2 separate regions of the Sus scrofa genome follow, and region 2 is linked to region 1. Evidence: chromatin contacts called from public Hi-C data. All regions are on one chromosome and are shown on one strand. Each heading gives the region's core, a stretch centred on a gene start, on an enhancer-like site or on the middle of the called end of the contact. The rest is flanking DNA. Distances are from core to core; before and after follow the strand shown. Region 1 has its middle 65 kb from the start of AAK1. Region 2 overlaps AAK1 (AP2-associated protein kinase 1).

Region 1 (4,584 bases), core at 1,421-3,920:
TCCATATGTCCAGGCTTTAGCCATACCGAGCTGCGTGTGGTTCCTTGAATGTAGCTGCTATTACACACCTCAGCCTCTGTCTCTCTCCTCCTCTTGTCTTTCTGGGGGAGTCCCTTCTTTCTTGGTTTGTCTCACCTAAGATGATTTTATTTTCTTTTTACCAATATTATATTTCTCAGGACTTGATTTTAAGGGACAGAAACACACCATAAACTAGCTTCAGTTAAAAAGAGGATACTTTTTTTTTTTTTTTTTGGTCTTTTGTCTCCTTAGGGCCAAACCTGCAGCATATGGAGGTTCCCAGGCGAGGGGCCTAATCGGAGCTGCTGCTGCCAGCCTATACCAGAGCCACAGCACCACCAGATCCGAGTTGCACCTGCGACCTACACCACAGCTCACAGCAATGCCAGATCCTTAACCCACTGAACGAGCCAGGGATCAAACTTGCAACCTCATTGTTCCTAGTCGGATTTGTTTCCACTGCATCAGGATGGGAACTCCCAAAAAGAGGATATCTTAATTCATGTAAGTGAGGGCTAGTTGGAATCAGCCTCAGGAATGGCTGGATCCAGACACTTGAATGATACTGTTAGCTCTCTCTCTGTGTCTGTCTATACACACATACACACACACACACGTTTTTTTACTTCTTTATGAGTTGATCTCATTTTCTCTTGCTTGGGAGCTCTTGCACAGGGAGCTCCAGGTTTCATACTGTTTAGACATACCAGGGGATGTCTCCTGGTTTCAGCTTATACAAATTTTGGGAAAGACTAAGAATAGCGTGGCTGTAGATATGTGCCCAGTCATTGACTTGTGGAATAAGGTTATGATTGACCAGGCCTTGGACCATCCCTCTGGACCTGGAGGATAAGACTGGGTACTTCCTTTGTTGGGGAGCCATTCTCCAATAAAAGAGAAGGTGCTACTATCAGGAAAAGAAAGTAGACCATCAATGTCTACTGCCATCATCTTCTCAGCCGTCCGTCTTGTTCCGTTCATGTTCCCACTGCTCTCTGTGCAGAGGAACTCGGATTAGTGGGGAACAAAACAGACTTTTGAGTCAGATGAACATAGATTCAATTCTTGGCTTGATAATAATCCAATGACCTTGAGAAAGTTTTAAGCCTCTCTATGTCTTTACTTTTTCATCGGTGCAATATTTTCGGATTGTTGTGAGGATTAAAAACAACATAGGCAAGGTATCTGGCATAAAGGAGGTACCATTATTAATAACACCCATAATAATTAATGATCTGTATTTTCCTACCTCCTCCTTCTAGATCATGAACTCCTTGAGGCAGGGCCTTCCCTTGTTTTAGGTACAGTAAAACTTAGTTGTAATAGCAGGGCTCAAATATGTCATAGACTGACATTCCATTTGATAGAGTTGCCTTAACAACCTTAAGTACCCCGTACGGTCAGGTCACCCAAGATGGCTATGCTCATGCTCTCTGTACATCCCCTGCTGTCCAGTCCCTGCTTCACCTACACCCTACTCACAGCATTGATCTTCTCTCTTAATCATAGATCCTAATCAGTAAAAGCCTGTGTACTTGGCCCTGGCCCCAGCTAGTGATTGCTCTAATCTTTAGATCAGAACTATCTCCTCTAGGATAGTTTATCATGGGGGTGATGAGGGATGTGTCCCTCTGCTGGTTTCCCTGGTAACAGATGGGCCAACCTGATGTCAATTCCACCTGTAATTCATAATTTTCCTTTTTCCTTACAGGCGAAGACTGCTGCTACGTCCTGCCCACCATCTGCCACACATGGTGGGGTGTTGTTCCAGGACCTTGCTTCAGACATGTAAGCTCCCTCATCCATTAAACCACTGATGTCTAGGTCACTGACTCCTGCTCCTTCTTCAATCTTGAGGCTGGGCAGTTACAGGGTTTGCAGGACTTCAGGGTACCACCCAACAACCACAGATGGGGTGACTTGAGCCACAGAAATTTTTCTTACAGCTCTGGAGGTTAGAAGTCTAAGATCAAGACATTGGCAAGATTGGTTTCGCCTGAGGCCTTTCTCTTTGGCTTGTAGATGGCTGTCTTCTACGTCTTCACTTGCTTTTCTCTCTGTTCATGTCTATGTCCTAAATTCTTCTTCTAAGGATACTAGCCATATTGAATTAAAGCCAATCCTAATGACCTCATTTTAGCTTCACTACCGCTTTTAAGGTCCTATCTCCAAATACAGTCTCCAGAGACAGTCACATTCTGAAGTACTGGAGGTTAGCACTTCAACATATGAATTTGGGGGGCAGAATAATTCAGTCCATTACAATTAATTTCTACAAATAATATGCTATTGCAAAGGTATGCATGATAAGGCAAGCCTTGAGGATAAGGGACGCATTTAGTTCTGTCCTCCTCAATCCTGGTTCTATAATAATGCTCCATTGCATTTATAGTCTTCCTTTTTCAGATCTCCAAAGCATCTTCACTTGCATTATTTGACTTCACTGTGTCACCTTAAAGGGCCCTGGATTAGGTTGCATGAACATAACTGACCAGGGATCCAGACACAAGGTTGACCAGAATGGTCAACAGGGGGCACTGTGAACAAGCACTGAGAAATCCAAGGAGAAACTGCTGTGGTTCTGAACCCAGACTGGAGCAGGCCCAGCATCCTACCAGCTGACTCGAGCACCCCTGGATGTGGGTGCCTGGCTATTGGCTGGGCTCAGGCTGAACCATGGTTGCCTTCCAGGGCATCTCACCACAAATTAGGTCCCAGTCCCGGACCTGTCCCAACATAAGCACTCTCCTCCCAGGCTTAGGAACTGAGGGGACCACACAGGAAGTTCAGTGGGAGCCCAGCCAGCCTTCCAACCCTGCCCCGGTCCCAAGAAATTAAGTGCTGATGTATGTATGGTAAAACCTGTATCCACAGGGGTGGCAGGGGCCCAGTGGTGGACACCCTGTGCACAGCAAGCAGGTTGAACTGGATTTATACCCTGATGCTGGCCCTGAAGAAGGGTCTAGTGCTTTGAGGTCTTAGTTACTTTCCTTCACTGCTCCATCTTCTCGGTGTTTCCCTTGCTTTGATTGTCGGGAGTAGATGTTGGTATTTTGTCAGCTCATTTATAGTTGAAGTCCTGTGGTGGATGGATGCTTTTGGTCCTCATGTCATCCTTTGGAGAAAGTCAGTCCCCCATTCCATGGGATCTGGATGAGGCTGCCAATCATGATGCTCTCATGGATCTTCCCCGACCCCCAGCCCAGGGCCCAGCCTCCACAGATGGGAGACAGCCAGGGCTTGCGGTGCTATTGACCTGGCAGGAGAAATGCCTCCAAAAGAGGGAGGTCAGAAATGTTCTCAGAATCCAGGCTAGAATCTCACAAAGCTTGGAGAGATGTTACCCAGCACTGGGAACACATTTGGGACAGAGATGCAGACTGCGGACTGTCCCTGTCCCTTCTCTTGGGGAGGACAGAGCAGCGGAGAGTGAAGTTTCTATGAATTGGGTTTTGCTCTTGCTGTACTGGAATTCTTCCATTCAAGGCAGGTGGCCTGGCCTTCGTATCCCTTCATCAGGTGAATCTGTGTTGTTGGGTAGAAAGCTGAAGCTGCCAAAACATATTTTCTTTTCTCATTTGTGTGTGTGTGTGTGTTATTGAGAAAGAGAGAGAGAAAGAGGATTAAGAGAGAGAGAAAAGCTAAACTTCTCCAAGCCCCAAACTCCTTCAAGACTTAGGTGCCTGAGGGAGACAGGTGATGCCAACAAGAAGTGGAAATAGAGTTCCCTAGTGGATCAGTGGTTAAGGACCGGGCCTTACTATTGTGGAAAGTAACATAATGTCTTTTCTATCAAAGGAAATCTTGCTTACTCCATTTTGCCCTGGTTTTGGCTGAAACCCCTTCCTCTTTACCTCTTTTCCTAGCAACAATTTGTTTCAATTAGCCAACCGGGAAGAATGTGCGCCCTGACCTGACCAATGGGAGGGGGACAGGTACATCACCTGTGTTAGGGATAAATAGGGGAGGGTCCTTTGTTCAGCACAAGCTTTTTGGAGTACCCACGCCCTTCAGCAGAAGTAGAGTCTTGTCAAGATCTCCCCGTCCACGCATCTCACTTTCCGACACTGACGATCCCAGCCAGAGTTATCTTAATTCCCAATGCTGCTGTGGCTTGGGTCGCTGCTATGGTCCGGGTTTTATCTTTGCCCCTGGGACTTCCACATGCCACAGGTACTGTCTCTCCTCCCCCCCCCCCCCCCCCCCCCCCCGCCACCACCACCCTCTCACCCCACCCTCCCACCAAAAAGTATAAGCAATGGAAGGACAGAGGAGGAGATCTGGGGCCTGTTAACATCAGGTAGCTGAGGCCCACATAATCATGTTATGGGGGTGTTGATGTGCTGGAGCCCCATCTAACAGCTCATGGGAGCTGAATGGTCACTTTTCAGGAATTTTGCTGACTGGTTGACCCTACTGCAGTAGCTTGAAATCAGCCAGGGTGGGAGTGTTTATACTACAGAAAATGGCACATGCTGTGAGTCAGGGCTCCTCCACCCCCACCCCCACCTTTATCCCAAAGCCAATTACTAAGCATTTACCTTTGCATATCAGAGTGACCTT
Region 2 (4,257 bases), core at 1,066-3,565, 150 kb after region 1:
ACCATCCTGTTGAATTTTTTATTTCATTTTATTTTTGTCTTTTTGCCATTTCTTGGGCCACTGCCACAGCATATGGAGATTCCCAGGCTAGGGGTCGAATTGGAGCTGTAGTGGCCGGCCTATGCCACAACCACAGCAATGCCAGATCTGAGCCGCCTCTGGGACCTACACCACAGCTCATGGCAACACCAAATCCTTAACCCACTGAGCAAGGCCAGGGATCTAACCTGCAACCTCATGGTTCCTAGTTGGATTGGTTAACCACTGAGCCACAATGGGAACTCCCTGTTGAATTTTTTTGTATATAATAAGCTTTTTTAATTCCTAAGACCTTCTTGGTTTGTTTTGGTTTGTTTTGAATTTTGATAAAGTCCGGTTTACCAGTTTTTCCTTTTGTGGATTGTAGTTTTGGTGTCATTTCTAAGACCTCTTTGCCTAGCTCTCAATTCTGAAAGTTTTCTCCTATTTTTTTTCTGTATGTTTTATATTTTGCATTTAATTCTATGATCCATTTCGAATTAACTTTATCTAGTGTGAGGCATGTTGAAGTTCATTTTGTTGCTTCTGAATGTACTTTTGTTAAAAAGCTGTCATTCCTCCATTGAATATTTTTATCAAAAATCAACTGGGCATAATTGTGAGGGTTCACTTCCAGACCTTTCTCTGTTCTCCATTCTCTTCCTTTAACCTATGTGTCTGTCCCTCTGCCAACACCACACAGCCTTGATCACTGTAGCTGGAAATCAGACTGATTCCCCCTACTTCTTTTTTTCCCAAAATTGGTTTTAACTATTATAGTTCTTTTGTCTTTTCATATAAATATTAGAATAATCTTATCTATATCTGTAGAATGTCTTGCTAGAATTTTGGTAGGAGTTTCTTTAAAGTTGTATATCAGTTTGAGGAGAAGAGACATCTTTTTTGTGTTTAGTCTTCTAATGAATGAACATGGCATCTCCGTTTATTTATACCTCTTTGATTTCTTTCATCAGCATTTTGTTGTTTTCAACATATGGGCCTTGTATATGTTCTTAGATTTATACCTAAGTTTTTGGTTTTGTTTTGAGTGTTTATAAGTGGTATTGGATGATTAATTTTGATGTCCAGGAGTTCCTGTTGCGGTGAAGTGGAAACAAATCTGACTAGTATCCATGAGGACACAGGTTTGACCCTTGGCCTTGCTCAGAGATCCAGCGTGGCCATGAGCTGTGGTGTGGGTCGCAGATGCAGCTCATATTCTGCATTGCTATGGCTGTGGTATAGGCCGGCAGCTGTAGCACTGATTCGACTTCTAGCCTAGAAACTTCCATATGCCCCAGGTGTGGCCCTAAAAAGCAAAAAATAAATAAATAAATAAATAAATTTTTTGATGTCCATATTTTTATTGCAAGGATATAGAAAATCAATTGGTCTTTCTGTGTTGATTTTGTATCCTTTAACCTTGCTGAACCTTTGTACTAGTTCTGGAATTTTTTTCTAAATTCCTGAGTATTTTCTGCAAGTAGAGGTATTTTATTGTTTCCTTTCTGATGTGTTTCCCTTTTTTTTCCTTTTCTAACCTTATTGTACTACTCTCTCATTTATTTATTTAATCATTTATTTATATCAGAATAGACTTTAGCACATTTATTTTATTATTTTTTTCTTTCAGTCTATTTGCTGTCTTTGGTTCAGATTGGGTTATTCTGTTGTTTTAGCTCTCAGTTCACTGATTCCCTCCTCTGTCCCTTTTCATTCTGCTGATGAGCCCAAACATTGTGCTTTTTGCTTTGGTTATTGTATTTTTCAGTTCTAAAATTTCCATTTGGTTCTTCTTTAGATTTTTCTGGGTTTTTGATGACACTTCCTGTTTCTTTGCTGAGGCTATCTGCTCATTTAAGGATTTCTGTAATTGCTGACTTAAGCATTTTTGTCATGTCTGCTATAAAATCATAGCTGGGTAATTCTATCATCTCTATCATCTTTATATTGGCATCTGTTGTCTTCTTTTGTCCATATAGTTTGAGATCTTCCTAGTTCTTGGTATGACAAACGATTATTGACATTTTCATCTTGTGTTATGAGATTCTGGATCTGTTTTAACTAGTTTCTGCTCTGGCCAGGGATTAATGGGGTCTGGGTTGTGCCTTCTTGGTAGTACTGAGATGAGGATAGAAGTTCAGGGTTCCTGTGGGGCCTCTGTTTTCACCCCAGAGAATGTTTCTCATTACTACTAGATTGGGGTGAAAGTTCCAGTTCCCATTAGGCTTCCCCTGATCCTTACTTGGCTGGAAGGTAGGAGTGCCTTGTTACTGCCCTCCTATGGCTGTGACTGACCCTGTGGTGGTGGGTGTTGGCCTTATTACCACTTGGTGACTGTGAAAGTCTTGACTCTCCTTTTGGCCTCTCACAGCATCTAGTGGGAAGAAGGAAGACTACCTCCTTATTACCCACACCTGCAGAGACAAAAGGCCTGACTCCCAACTCAGCCCTCTCCAACACTGATTTGTTGCAGACTCACGAGGATGGAAGTCCAGGCTCTCCACGTGGCCTTTGCTGGCATGGCTGTAGCAGGGCTGCAGCTTTTTTTCAGTGGTTTTTGGCTGGAGTAGAGCAGTAAGCCTCTATGAGTTTCTCTCTTACTAGGTTATCCCTTTTCCGGGTCTGGCTGGGGAGAGCCGGCTTTCACTGGGCTTTTTTTGTCTGCGTCCATTGGAGTTTTCAGTTTGCTGACTTCTTCAGTTTTTAGTCTGGAAAATATGTTAGGCAAAAAGAAAACCCAGGCAACTCACCACCATGTTGTTCCTTGGGTCCCAAAGTTCCTAATCAGTCTGCTTTCTTTTATTCACATTTCAGACTCTTGTTCTTATGTTTGTTTTATGTATAATGTACAAAGTATTTAGCAGGAAGAATAGGGGAAATACATCTACTCCACCTCACTAAAAGCAGAAGTCTTCTGTTTATGCTTTTTAGGAAACAAACACTTTACATCATTTAGTAAGGCTTAAGAAGGAAGCAGAGATAAACGCATGTATTCAACGTAATATTTTAAACAGTTTGTTGCTATTTTTAATCAAAAGTCCTATGTGATGTTTTTAACCCCCACTTGACTCAGACTTTGGTCAGATAGAGGCCAAAACCCAAGCCCTACCTCTCTGAGTTTGTGAGAGTGTAATATATATATTACATATTATTGATTGTTGTAATATATATATTACATATTGTTGTATATATTACATATTGTTTGAATTTGCCTGAAGAAACCCTGGAAAGATGAGAGAGAAAGAGGGAAGGAAGAAGGGAAGAAGGGAGAGAAGGAATGAGAACTGGAGTTGAAAATACTTGTCTACTATGTTTTGCTTTTTGAGTGTTAATATGTTACTTACTTTTTAAAATTCAATTTTAAGCTGTTTTCTTGCTTAGATGAGTAAGCAGGGATCCATAGAGCCTTCAGATTGAGCAGGAACAAGCAGGTCCTGTCAACGTTATGTCCTCCTTTGGGAAGGTTTCCAACTAGAGAGCTCAGGGCAGCACCGTAGATCCAAGTGTCTGTGGACTGCGTCTTTGGGTGAGGGCACCAGAGGTCTGTGAGCAGGATGGGAAATCCAGGCTGGATGTTCGGTGTCATTGCTGCTATATATAATGGCTTCTGATCCATGATTTGCTGTTAATTTTTAGAGAACTTTCTAAGACTAAAAGCACTGCAGCCTGCCGTTAACTGTGTTCTTTTACATTTGGCAAATGATTTGGTTAAAGGGGTAGAAGACACATTTATCAATTATGTGCCTCAGATAAAGTTGGAACAACTGCACAAGGTGATAGAGTCAGGATCCCAAATGATTCTTACAGATTGGAGCAATGGACTGATTCTAATGAGATGAAATAGCAAGTTAAGGTCATGTACTTGGATTTTTATTTTATTGTAATCAACTTTACGAGCACAGTTCTGGGAAGGTAGAGATTAAAAGCAGCAGGAATAGAACAAGACTCAAGTATTTTAGTGGCCAGTTAACTTGATATGAATGTATAGTATGAGGTGGCAGCCAAAAGAAAAAAGAGTGTAATTTTTTAGCTACATTAGTAAAATTAGTAGAAAGGGATGGTGCTGGTCTACTCTGCATGTGTCAGACCAGGCCTGGGGTATTTCATTCATTTCCTGGGCCCATTCTTATAAAAAGGAGTTAGACAAAGCAAAGCATTTAAATGTGGGAGTAGCCAAAATGTAGGTGTGACTAAACACCAAGTCAAAGAATGTGGGTATGTTTAACCTAGAGAAGA

The links. Hi-C and Micro-C count contacts between places; a contact is called where the count stands out from the background.
Region 2: a contact with region 1 is called in a Hi-C map of retroperitoneal adipose tissue, with 1.9 times the contacts expected there. The contact joins two enhancer-like sites. A contact is called at or near these places in 1 of 5 promoter capture datasets (liver), 18 of 47 Hi-C or Micro-C datasets (alveolar macrophages, embryonic fibroblasts, fetal liver and 9 more) and 1 of 2 datasets of contacts at active chromatin or transcription factors (alveolar macrophages).

Annotation. Positions count from the first base shown.
Region 1 is chr3:72,726,346-72,730,929 of Sscrofa11.1, forward strand. No RefSeq gene overlaps it. Among named protein-coding and RNA genes, the nearest start is that of AAK1, 65 kb to the right of the region's middle. Within about 2 kb of position 2,671, at least 6 of the 83 cell types and tissues checked have an H3K27ac peak or open chromatin away from gene starts, as enhancers often do. A contact at or near this core is called in retroperitoneal adipose tissue and subcutaneous adipose tissue, where this site is marked.
Region 2 is chr3:72,875,671-72,879,927 of Sscrofa11.1, forward strand. The region is part of intron 3 of AAK1 (AP2-associated protein kinase 1); the gene reads left to right. Among named protein-coding and RNA genes, the nearest start is that of TRNAE-UUC, 72 kb to the left of the region's middle. Within about 2 kb of position 2,316, at least 11 of the 83 cell types and tissues checked have an H3K27ac peak or open chromatin away from gene starts, as enhancers often do. A contact at or near this core is called in retroperitoneal adipose tissue and subcutaneous adipose tissue, where this site is marked.